Linked DNA regions of Mus musculus: region 2 is linked to region 1. A link is a contact called in public HiChIP or PLAC-seq data. All regions are on one chromosome and are shown on one strand. The core of a region is the stretch at or near the end of the contact, and the rest is flanking DNA. Distances in the headings are between cores, read along the strand shown.

Region 1 (5,161 bases), core at 1,418-3,917:
CTAACGGTTCCTTCAGAAGTACTAAGCGCGGGGACTGCCTCTCTTTACGTAAAACTTCTCCAGTTAATTGGGCAAAGAAGTAAAATTTAGGAACTGAACAGAAGAAGAGAAAAGGAAGGAAGGAAAGAAGGAAGGGAGGAAGGAAGGAAGGAAGGAAGGGAGGAAGGAAGGAAGGGAGGAAAGAAAGGACGATGGTGGGGCAGGAGTGGAAGAGAGCTGGATTTTTTCGGTGAAATTGAAACCAGCAGTTGATGACCCTCGTCCAAAACCCCCTGGTCCATGAAGACACACAACTTAGGGACAGAGTTCTCCTCAAAACCCAAGCTGAAGGGAAACCACCATCTTTTACTTGATCGGCAAACTTCCCAGGGATAAGAAAGAGAGGAAGAGCTGATGCCCACCACCACCACCACCAGCAGCCACTCCACGCAGTTCCCTGCCACTGGCTTCAAGGTGGCCCTGAAGCCGGCTTGCAGAGCCGCGGCCCCCGCTAAGCTCCGGGTGGCCCGACAGCCAACGCCCGCGGCGGGCAACAGATTCCAAGCGCGGGCAGGCGGAGCAACTAGAGCGACCCGGGCGGAGGGCTAGGGTGGGCTTTCTCTGGGCGGGGAAACCAGACACTTATAGGCGGCTGAGACCGACTTTATTTTTACTGCCCAAACTGTTGGAAAGTATTTAAGCTTAAACAGAAACAGCTGTATCGCTGGCACCGGCCGACGAAACTATTTGTTACCAGGAATGACTTTTTATGATTAAGGACCCAGCCGTCGGCGGTCTCTTGAAGGCGGCGGGCGAAGGTCGCCGGGGCGATGTGGGCATCCTGGATCCGCTGTTCGTTGAGAACCGAGAGGACTCCTCACCTGGAGCACACCTTACTATGTCTAGGAGTGAAGCCAAAAACTGGAACCTGCGACTGTTGATGCAAGAGGAGGCCTGGGGAGTACCGGCGCAGCGGGCCCAACTCGGAGCTAGCCCCAAGGCCAGCACTGGCGCGTGCAGTGTGTAGCGCCTTGGACCCGAGGCCAGCTTTGCGCTCTGGGCTTCCTGCCTTTCGAAACAGACTCCTTAGCTCGCTGTTTTCCGGGCTTCGTCGTTTTTTCTTTTTCTCTCTCCCCTTTTCCCAGCCTCTTCTTGGCCAAGGGAAACTTTTTTCAGCCAAGTTGATATCGCGATTTAAATAAATTGTGTGTTCCGAGGTCGGGCTCTGTGATCTGGAGCTTGGGTAGTAAAAGGGCAATGTGGGGATAGCTGCTGTTGAACCCCCCCCCCCCCCGCGCCTCAACAGGGGTTACCACGAGGGGAGGAAAGAGAGCCTAGGAGCAAAAGGTCATTGAGTGTACTCAGGTGTGTAAAAGGGACTGAGGCATCTCTGCGCGACCCTCGTCCCCTACCTGGGACTTGCCATCTTCGCGTCGGGGGTGGGGGTGGGGGTGTCTCTTCCAGGCCGCACTAGATACCGCCACACCCCTCAAAGTCCATACTGATGTTTGTCGGGAATCCCCCGCTTACGCTTACGTCGTCTAGAAGAGCCCGAGACAGAAAGTGCACTAGCTCTGCACCCAGGTCTGGAGCAGAGCCGCGGCGCCTCCAGAGCTAGCCAGGCTCTAGGCTCTGCCTCGATGGTCATAGGCTCCTTAAACCCACCCAGGCCGGGACAGATGTGGTCAGGGTTGACTTCTCTCAGGACTGAGGAGTGGATTGGACGGAAACTGCAGGCTGGGTCAGGAATAGAGGCTGGGGCAGGGCAGCTGAGACTTGGGGACAATGAGGGTGGGAAGAGGAGGCTCGCGACCCCTCCTGCAGGGTCTCGCTTCAGGATGGATTCAGGCGGTAAACACTGGCTTGTGCCAGTCTGCTTTGGGCTTCTGAGCCCGGAGAAGCGCCCACGCCAGCTCGCAGGACCCGGAGGGTGGACGCGGGCAGCGCTATGCGACTGGAGACCAAGAGCAGGCTCATTGATTTGTTAGCTGGATGGGACTGGTGAAGAAGGGAGGAGGGGGCGTTGCCATGGAGACCCAGGGTGCGCGGCCGCAAGGGAGGGGTCAGGGAATTAGTAGGTTCGGCGCAAGCGACGTAGGTCCGGGGGTTCGGGCGCGGCTCGATGCGCCCCAGCACCTGTGCATTGTGCATCAACGGCGGCTGGCGACCAGGATGGCGCCAGCTAGGGCATGGGCAGGTGGGGAGGGCCTGGGTCTGCAGAGGGGCAGCGCCTGGCTGGCACCTACGCAGGGAGCCCTAATAGCTCGGCGGGGCAAGCCACGCACCCGGGGAAACGCTGGGCAATCAGGCAGGGGGGCCAGGGGCGGGAGCCTAGGGCAGCGGCCCCCCTGTCCAGCCGTGCAGACTGACAGCAGCCGGGCCCGCCCCGCTTGGCGTCACTTCCGCTGACGGCTCGCTCCCCCTCCCTCTGGGTCTCTGGAGTGGACAGAGACCCCGCCTCCTGGCTATTGGAACGCGGGTCACGTAGCAACGCAGGGGAGACGGGGAGAGGGGCGTGGCCGGGCGCTAGTCCAATCAGCGCCCGCAGAACGGGCCCAGGACGCTTGGCTTTAGCAACGTCGTTAGCAACACGTGGGGCGGGAGGAAGCGCTGGGAGGGGGTGGAGGGAGGGAGAGTGCGCGGGGGAGGGAGGAGAACTGACGTCAGCGGGAGAGTATTATGGGCTGTCGAGGGCTGGCTGCTGCTTTTCTGCTCCTGGAAGCGGCTGAGGGGGGAAGCGGCGAGTCAACATGGAGCTCTCGGCGGTGGGGGAGCGGGTGTTCGCGGCCGAAGCCCTCCTGAAGCGGCGCATTCGCAAAGTAGGTGAAGGGGAAGGCGGGCGGCGACGCGAACTCTCCCTCACCAGGGCCCAGGCTCCCTCCCCTTGCTGCAGCCCAGCCTCCCTTCCCCCAGGTCCCAGCAGCGGCCGCGGCCGTGGCGGCGGCGGCGGCGGCTCAGCCCCAGCGCTCTCCTTAGACTTGCAGCCCTGCACAGATTGCATGGATGGGGGGTGGGGTGGGGGATGAATGCCGGTGCATGCACTTTGTGCAGCGTTTCTGCAGGGGTGCTGCAGTGGACTGGTTCCTTTGGCGGTAGTGTTTGGAGCATTCATTTGGTGCATGCATTTTCGTGTGTATTTCTTGTGTCCTCGTCATGCATTTCTCCCCACGCACACACATACACAAGCATTTTCCCTTTTGCATCTGCAGGGACGCATGGAATATCTCGTGAAATGGAAGGGCTGGTCGCAGAAGTAAGTAGGTTATATGCAATCGCTACCCCACACTGATATCGAGGAGGGTTCTTTCTTCCTCTTTTCCCCTTCACATTGAAATACAACACAAGGCAGCCGGAAAAGTTGCACACACATACACGCCCTCCACTCTGTCCTCTCTCTCCTGCTCCAGGGACTGATGCTCCATTCTTCCTGGTTTCCTTTAGGTACAGCACGTGGGAGCCCGAAGAAAATATTCTGGATGCTCGCCTCCTTGCAGCCTTTGAGGAAAGGTACAGACCCTTAGCCTAGCCACTCACTAGAACCCATACACGCTGACTTCGGTGCAGCCAGGACACACCCCCTTCTCTCTCTTTTCTTTCTTTAGGGAACGGGAGATGGAGCTCTATGGCCCCAAAAAGCGAGGACCCAAGCCTAAAACCTTCCTTCTCAAGGTATGTTGCGATCTCCAGAGGTGGAGTGTGCCGTTCAGGGAGGATCTGCAGGGCTTGTAAATCAATGGGTGCCCTTGCCTTGTGTGTATTTGTAATCTGGACTTCTGTCAGAGGCCCCATCACGGAGTTCTAGAGGCAGGACTTAGCTGCACCAGAAGGCCTTCATTCCCACCCCCCCTCCAGCCATCCCAAGTAGACCTCTGTTACACAAGGAGTCTGTTGGTTGCAAATGGCTTCTTCCAGACAAACCCTCATTCCCCTCCCCCAGACTATTACTAAGAGCCCACCTCCCCACTCAATTAGAATTTCCCAGGCATCCAGGGAAAGTTGGGCAGTCAAGGCTAGAGGTCGTGGGGGGGTGGGGTGGGCGGGGGCGGGGCTTTTTTCTCCTCACAACAACTTCCTTCTGCAGGCCCAGGCCAAGGCAAAGGCCAAAACCTATGAATTCAGAAGTGACTCTACCAGAGGCATCCGGATCCCTTACCCAGGCCGCTCACCCCAGGATTTGGCGTCTACTTCCAGGGCCCGAGAGGGCCTGCGGAACACGGGGCTACCCCCACCAGGGAGCAGCACCAGTACCTGCAGGGCAGACCCACCTCGGGACCGGGACCGAGAGAGGGACAGGGGTACCAGCCGTGTAGACGACAAGCCCAGCTCACCGGGGGACAGCTCCAAGAAACGAGGACCGAAACCCAGGAAGGAGCCCCTGGACCCTTCACAGAGACCTTTGGGAGAGCCCAGTGCCGGCCTTGGAGAGTACCTGAAAGGCAGGAAGCTGGATGAGACCTCTTCTGGGACAGGAAAGTTCCCAGCTGGCCACAGTGTGATCCAGCTTGCTCGAAGGCAGGACTCAGACCTGGTGCAATATGGTGTGACCAGTCCTAGCTCAGCAGAGGCCTCGAGCAAGTTGGCTGTGGACACCTTTCCAGCCAGGGTAATAAAGCACAGGGCTGCTTTCCTGGAGGCCAAAGGCCAAGGTGCCCTGGACCCTGGTGGTGCCAGGGTTCGACATAGTTCAGGCACCCCAGCCTCAGTGGGAAGCCTGTATCGGGACATGGGGGCGCAAGGGGGAAGGCCCTCCCTCATCGCCAGGATCCCAGTGGCCAGGATCCTGGGGGACCCAGAGGAAGAGTCCTGGAGCCCCTCTCTGACTAACCTGGAGAAAGTGGTCGTTACAGATGTGACCTCAAACTTTTTGACCGTCACCATTAAGGAGAGCAACACGGACCAAGGATTCTTTAAGGAAAAAAGATGAATTGCCGGGGTGGGAGCCCAGGACCAGTGCAGGGGAGAGTGAGCTCAAATGGCTTAGTGCTTTTTATTTCTGGGTGACTGTGGCCTCTGGCTGGTCCTGTCCTTCTTCACACCCCTCTTCCCTTTCATTCCTCCGTCCTCAGTTCTGGCTGGAAAATTATCTCTAGAGTTCTATTTTCTATTAGATGTAAATATGTTATTTAAGAGAAAAATATCTAAATATATATATTTCAACTCTTGAAGTTCTTTTATTTAAACG
Region 2 (5,161 bases), core at 1,437-3,936, 260 kb before region 1:
TGGACTAGGCCTGTACTCCTCCTCTTCCCCTGTGAGTAGTGAGAACATTGGAAACTGTTTACTTACATTAAGGAGACAGGGAAGCTGAACAGATATACCCAGGCCTTTTAGATTAAGCAAATACAAGTCCCCAAATACAAGTGGGTAGGCAATATGATACCAATGGGAAAGGGTCCTGAGACCAAATGTAATGGTGTCAAAATGACAAATGTTATCTTTGTCACTGGGGGCTTCTTCCCTTGAGAGGCCAAGGTGTCCAGGGCTAAAGAGCCCAGGTCCTAGTAAGCAGGATAAAGCCACTGGAATATAAACTCAGAGTTGGACCAATTGTTCCCTTGCTGAAAATGTAGACTGAGCCCAGTCTTTCCATCAGTAAAATTGGTAAGGTGAGACATATGTTAGCATCCTCTGCTTCTAATGGTGATAGAGATTTATAAGAATCAAATTATCTGGGTGTTGTGCTATATACATCTTTGATCCCAGTACTCAGGAGGCAGAGGCAGGCAGATCTGAGTTCAAGGCTACCTGGGTCTATAAAGTGAGTTCCAAGACAGCCAGAGTCCTTACACAGAGAAACCCTGTCTCAAAACAAAACAAAACAAAATCTGTCAGCTTAAGCGCTGGAGTTGTAGATTGTCAAACAGGGCTGTCAGTTGCATGATGAGTGCATGTGTGTGGACCAGATGCATACAGGTGGTTTTGGAAGTCAGAAGTGGGCATCAGGTCCCCTGGAACTGGTTAAGTTATATGAAAGCCGTGCTGGGAACTGAATCTGCGTCCGCAAGAGCCGCAAGTGCACTTAACCGCTGAGCCATCCTTCTAGCCCTTACTGTGGTTTGTTTTGATAAAGACGGTGTCTTTACCTAGGCCATTCTGGCCTCAATCTCTGGGCACTCCTGCCTCCACCACCCAAGTGCTGGGGTCACAGGGTATATACACACCACCTTAGTCTTGACTGTTGCTTTTACGTGGATATTTATGCATAAAATACAATGTAACCAAGTCGACCAGATACTTTTAACAAGGCAAGTGACAAAGGCATACTGTTCATAACTGATAGATTACAGCTGCTTACTGATTTACAGAAAACCAAGGTCTTCAAATCACTTGGGTACTCTAAGAAATTACAGCAAGGTGGGAAGACAGCTTGTGTTAAGGGATGACCCCAGTGAGTTTGATCCTGGAATTCACTAAAGGTGGGAGAAAAGAACACACTCTCCACATTTGTCCCCCGACCTCTGCATCTGCATCTGTAGCACGGGTCTGCCCCCTCACACATACCATAGGAACATACACAAATATACGCAGACACAATAGGCAAAGATATGTGAGCAGAGTGGCCCAATAGGAACACAATAAAGCCCTTTTTAGTTGTTACATCTGATGAAGTAACAAACAGTGCAATTAAGCTGCATTTTAAACAGTATCCCCAAACTATAATTAGACTCATTTCAACAGGCAGTATGAAATGGAGACTTTCCATTCTTTTCTTAGGAGGTCATTAAAATCCACGTGTACTTTACAGCAGAGATTGCAAAACCACCCTTAAAGTCAGGCTTGCCAAACTGCATGAGCACCAGGAATAAATCCTTGTGGAGTGAGAAGGCAAGAGAACTTGGAACTCAGTTGTTTAGTCCCAGAAGGGTGGCCAGCTCTGTGTCTTCAATCGTTTACCTGGTCTGGACAAATCCTGATACCAGAGCAAGAGCAGAGCTCTCTAGGGAAGGAGGTGATAACTTGTTTTATTTATTTATTTATTTATTTATTTATTTTTGGGCGGACATACTGCAACCCACAACTTCTCCATGAAAAGATAATCTGGTTATAACGAAACATATCTACACAAAATGAGGTTTCTTATAGTAGCTTTAAAAGATTTGTGTTAGTGTGTGTTTGTGTGAGTGTGGCCCCCACAGAGGCCAGAAGTACTGGATCGCTTGGAGCTGGGGAAGACAGGCTGTTGTGAGTCACACGGTCTAAGCGCTGGAGCATAACAAGGTTCCCTGGAAGAGGAGTAACGGCTCTTAACGATTTAGTCATCTTTCCTCAAAAGCAGAAAAAAGGAAAGAGGCCAAGTGCAAATGAATGTTTGCTAGAACTCGGGGTACGGCTCGATCCACCCTCAGAAACAAACAAAACAGACAGACAGACGTGCCCCAGTAAGGAGCAAAGCCCTTGTGGAGCCTACGTTGAAAATCAGGATTCTTCAGAGTGACTGGGGTCAGCGGCTCTGAAGGATTCTCAGATGTGATGGCAGCTTAGGCGGCCCCTGCTCTCCCCTCGGTCCCCACTGATTTCCCCAGCCACCCCGGGCGAGCAGCTTGATTCTCCCGCCGCTTAGCGCTGCGGTTGCCATGGCAACGCAGTCAGCTGCGAAGGAGCGCGGAGCCCATCGGGCGGTGCCATCTTCCCTTGCCCCGTACCCTCGGGGACACCCTGGCGTCCGTCTTGCTCCTCCCAGAGACCCACATCCCTATCCCGAGCCGGCTGCGGACATCCAAGGAGCCGAGAGTACGGAGAGCCGCAGGCGCTTAGCGACGGCAAGCCCAGCCTCTCGCCGAATCCCGCGGAGCGCGGAATATCGCGAGACCTGGAGCGCCGTGCCTTCCGCCCCTCTTGACGCTCTTCCGCGGCGCTGCGGCGCGTCACTTCCTCCCGACCGGGCCGGCGGCGCGCGCCTTACATCCGGTTCCCGCCGCGGCTTGCAGTTGTCTTTCTGCGGAATCCGGATCATGGCGGCTAACGCCACGATGGCGACGTCTGGCTCGGCGCGGAAGCGGCTGCTCAAAGAGGAGGACATGACCAAAGTGGAGTTCGAGACGAGCGAGGAGGTGGACGTGACCCCCACGTTCGACACCATGGGCCTGCGAGAGGACCTGCTGCGCGGCATCTACGCCTACGGTGGGGCGCGGGCCTCGAGGCGGGGGAGGTTGGGGGCCGGGCCCCGGTAGGACGGGGTTAGGCCCGGCGGCGACGAGCGGCTCCGCCCCAGAGCTCCGGCCTGCTCCCCCGGGGCTGCAGTCAGCCAGGCTCTTCAGTGGCTCGTGTAGCGAGCGGATCGCCATGTGTGTCCCCCGAGGTGCCCCGAGCTTTGATGGGGAAGTCGCGGCTCTAAGTCTGGTGGGTTCTCGCCTTAGGGAGTTTAAAGCTTTCTAGGGAGGCGAAAAACACGAAGCCAAAGTGCTTCAGGCGGTGGGAATTGGGAAAACAAGAGAATGAGCAGCTGGGTAGAGTAGGTAGATTGGTAGGGGACAGTTAAAAGAGCCGAGAGAGAGCTCCCAGAGGCGTTCATAATCACCAGGGTGACCCTGGCTTCTCGAAGCCATGGCCAGACCTGTGCCAGGAACAGAAAAAGAACCCCCTGTCATGTTTTAAACGCCTGGGTAAAGATTTTGAGATTCATTCCTAAATACCGCTGGAAGCCACTGCAGGGCTCTAAGCAAAATTGACAGGATCGGGCTTACAGTTTGAAAGTTTATCTTGGTGTCTGGATTTGGAGTTAGAAGAGGAGGCGGGGGTGATGGCCGGACTGTAGAAGAGAGATGCTGATGTTGTCGTTGAGTTGGAGCTGGATTTTTTTTTTTTTTTTTTTTTTTTGAGTGAATGGTCGGTCATGCTGCTGGTGTGTGTTTAGGAGCATTTAAGGGAGGCCAAATGAGCTTTGTCTTTTTGTTTCTGTCCTTTTCTTTTTTCCTTTTTTTTTTTGAGACTTTCTCTTTGGAGCCCTGGCCGTCCTGGAATTCTTTGTAGACCAGGCTGGCCTCAAACTCAGAGATTCCCTGCCTCTGCCTCCCAGATGGTGGGGTTAAAGGTGTGCCACACCAAGCCAGGATTGTTGTTGTTGTTGTTGTTTTGAGGTAGGGTCTCTACCTAGCCCTAGCTGCCCTGGAACTCACTAGACCAGGAAGATTGGTCCCTCCCATTTTTAATGATACCCAGCTTGGGTTTTCGGTAATCCCAGATGTAGGCAAGTTGGCAGCCAAGAATAGCATTACAAGTCCTGTGTTGAGCTGGCAAGTGTCACTAGCTACATCTTAAAAGAGTGTAAAAATAAACTACAACAAGCCAGTCTCACAGCTTTAATCCCAGCACTTGGGAGACAGAGGTCAGTCTACAAAGTGAGTTCAAGATAGCCAGGGCTCTGTTACTTAGAGAAACCCTATCTTGAACAACCCCTCACCACCCCCCCACCACCCCCACACACACCAAAGCAAACCAACAACATCTTTTCTGTATAAATTATGTCTGCTTATTTGGAAAGTACTTGTGTTTTTGTTGTTGTTTGTTTTGAGACAGGTCTCTACATAGTCTTGTCTGTCCTGGAACACTCTGTAGACCAGCTGGCCTTGAATTCATAGAGATCCGCCTGCTCAGCCTCTCTGCTGGGACTAACAGGGTGCACAGCCTTGTGTAGTCTTCATTCTGTTCTCATTGCTGGTGGTAATGCCCAGCAGGTGGGGTGGTAGGTACCTAGGATGGGGCTGCCTGCAGGCAAGCACGGGGCATCTCACCTCACCCCTGTGCAGGCTCAGTACTCTGGAGCCTCGAGCAACACAAGTTCGAGTGCTTGCTGGCAGGAAGGGGCAACTGCAGTGCTTCCGGGTTTGTGGTTTTGCTTGTAGAGGAGGTTTCATGTGGCTTAGGCTGGCCTTGAACTCCTGGTGTTCCTGCCTCTACTTTCCAAGTGTTGGTGTAGTAGACTTCACAGGTAATCTCGTAGGCTGGGCTGTAAAGATGTGCTTGGTCCTGCCTGGGTTGCCTAGGGTTGGCGTAAGAAGCAGTGTGTGTCCCCTGGGTAGTTCATGCAGTCACAGTCCTGGGACTTAAGTTTCTTCCTCTTTGTATTTCTAGGTTTTGAAAAACCTTCAGCGATTCAGCAGCGTGCTATCAAGCAGATAATTAAAGGGAGAGATGTCATTGCACAGTAAGTTATGGGTGCTGAGAGGGAGTTGGGTCCATGGGGAGAGCTGTGGGAAGCTGAGCCTGCTTATTTGTTTGTTTGTTTGTTTATGCCAGTTTGTTTTGCTTGTGTGTTTGGGGGCGTTGCTGGTGTTCTGGGTCATATCAAGGTCACTACACACTGCGCAAGTACTCTCTACTGATGTATATCCTAAGTCCTAAGTGTAGATTTATGAATTCGTATAAGATACTTTTCCTTTTT

Evidence for each region. HiChIP or PLAC-seq counts read pairs in DNA pulled down with a chosen protein or histone mark.
Region 2: a contact with region 1 is called in a FOXA1 HiChIP or PLAC-seq map of pancreatic cancer cells. The contact joins the promoter of Eif4a3 here to the promoter of Cbx8 in region 1. A contact is called at or near these places in 5 of 39 promoter capture datasets (the 3T3-L1 cell line, the C10 cell line, hippocampal neurons and 1 more), 2 of 484 Hi-C or Micro-C datasets (cortical neurons and embryonic stem cells), 13 of 115 datasets of contacts at active chromatin or transcription factors (effector CD8 T cells, embryonic forebrain, embryonic hindbrain and 8 more) and 2 of 9 other capture datasets (liver and pancreatic islet).

The regions. Positions count from the first base shown.
Region 1 is chr11:119,038,419-119,043,579 of GRCm38.p6, reverse strand. It overlaps Cbx8 (chromobox 8), which reads left to right and starts at 2,667. Exons shown (of 5, transcript NM_013926.1): 1 at 2,667-2,798; 2 at 3,189-3,232; 3 at 3,421-3,486; 4 at 3,582-3,648; 5 at 4,061-5,144. The coding sequence starts at 2,730. The coding sequence ends at 4,903.
Region 2 is chr11:119,297,568-119,302,728 of GRCm38.p6, reverse strand. It overlaps Eif4a3 (eukaryotic translation initiation factor 4A3), which reads left to right and starts at 2,686. Exons shown (of 12, transcript NM_138669.1): 1 at 2,686-2,901; 2 at 4,852-4,924. The coding sequence starts at 2,733.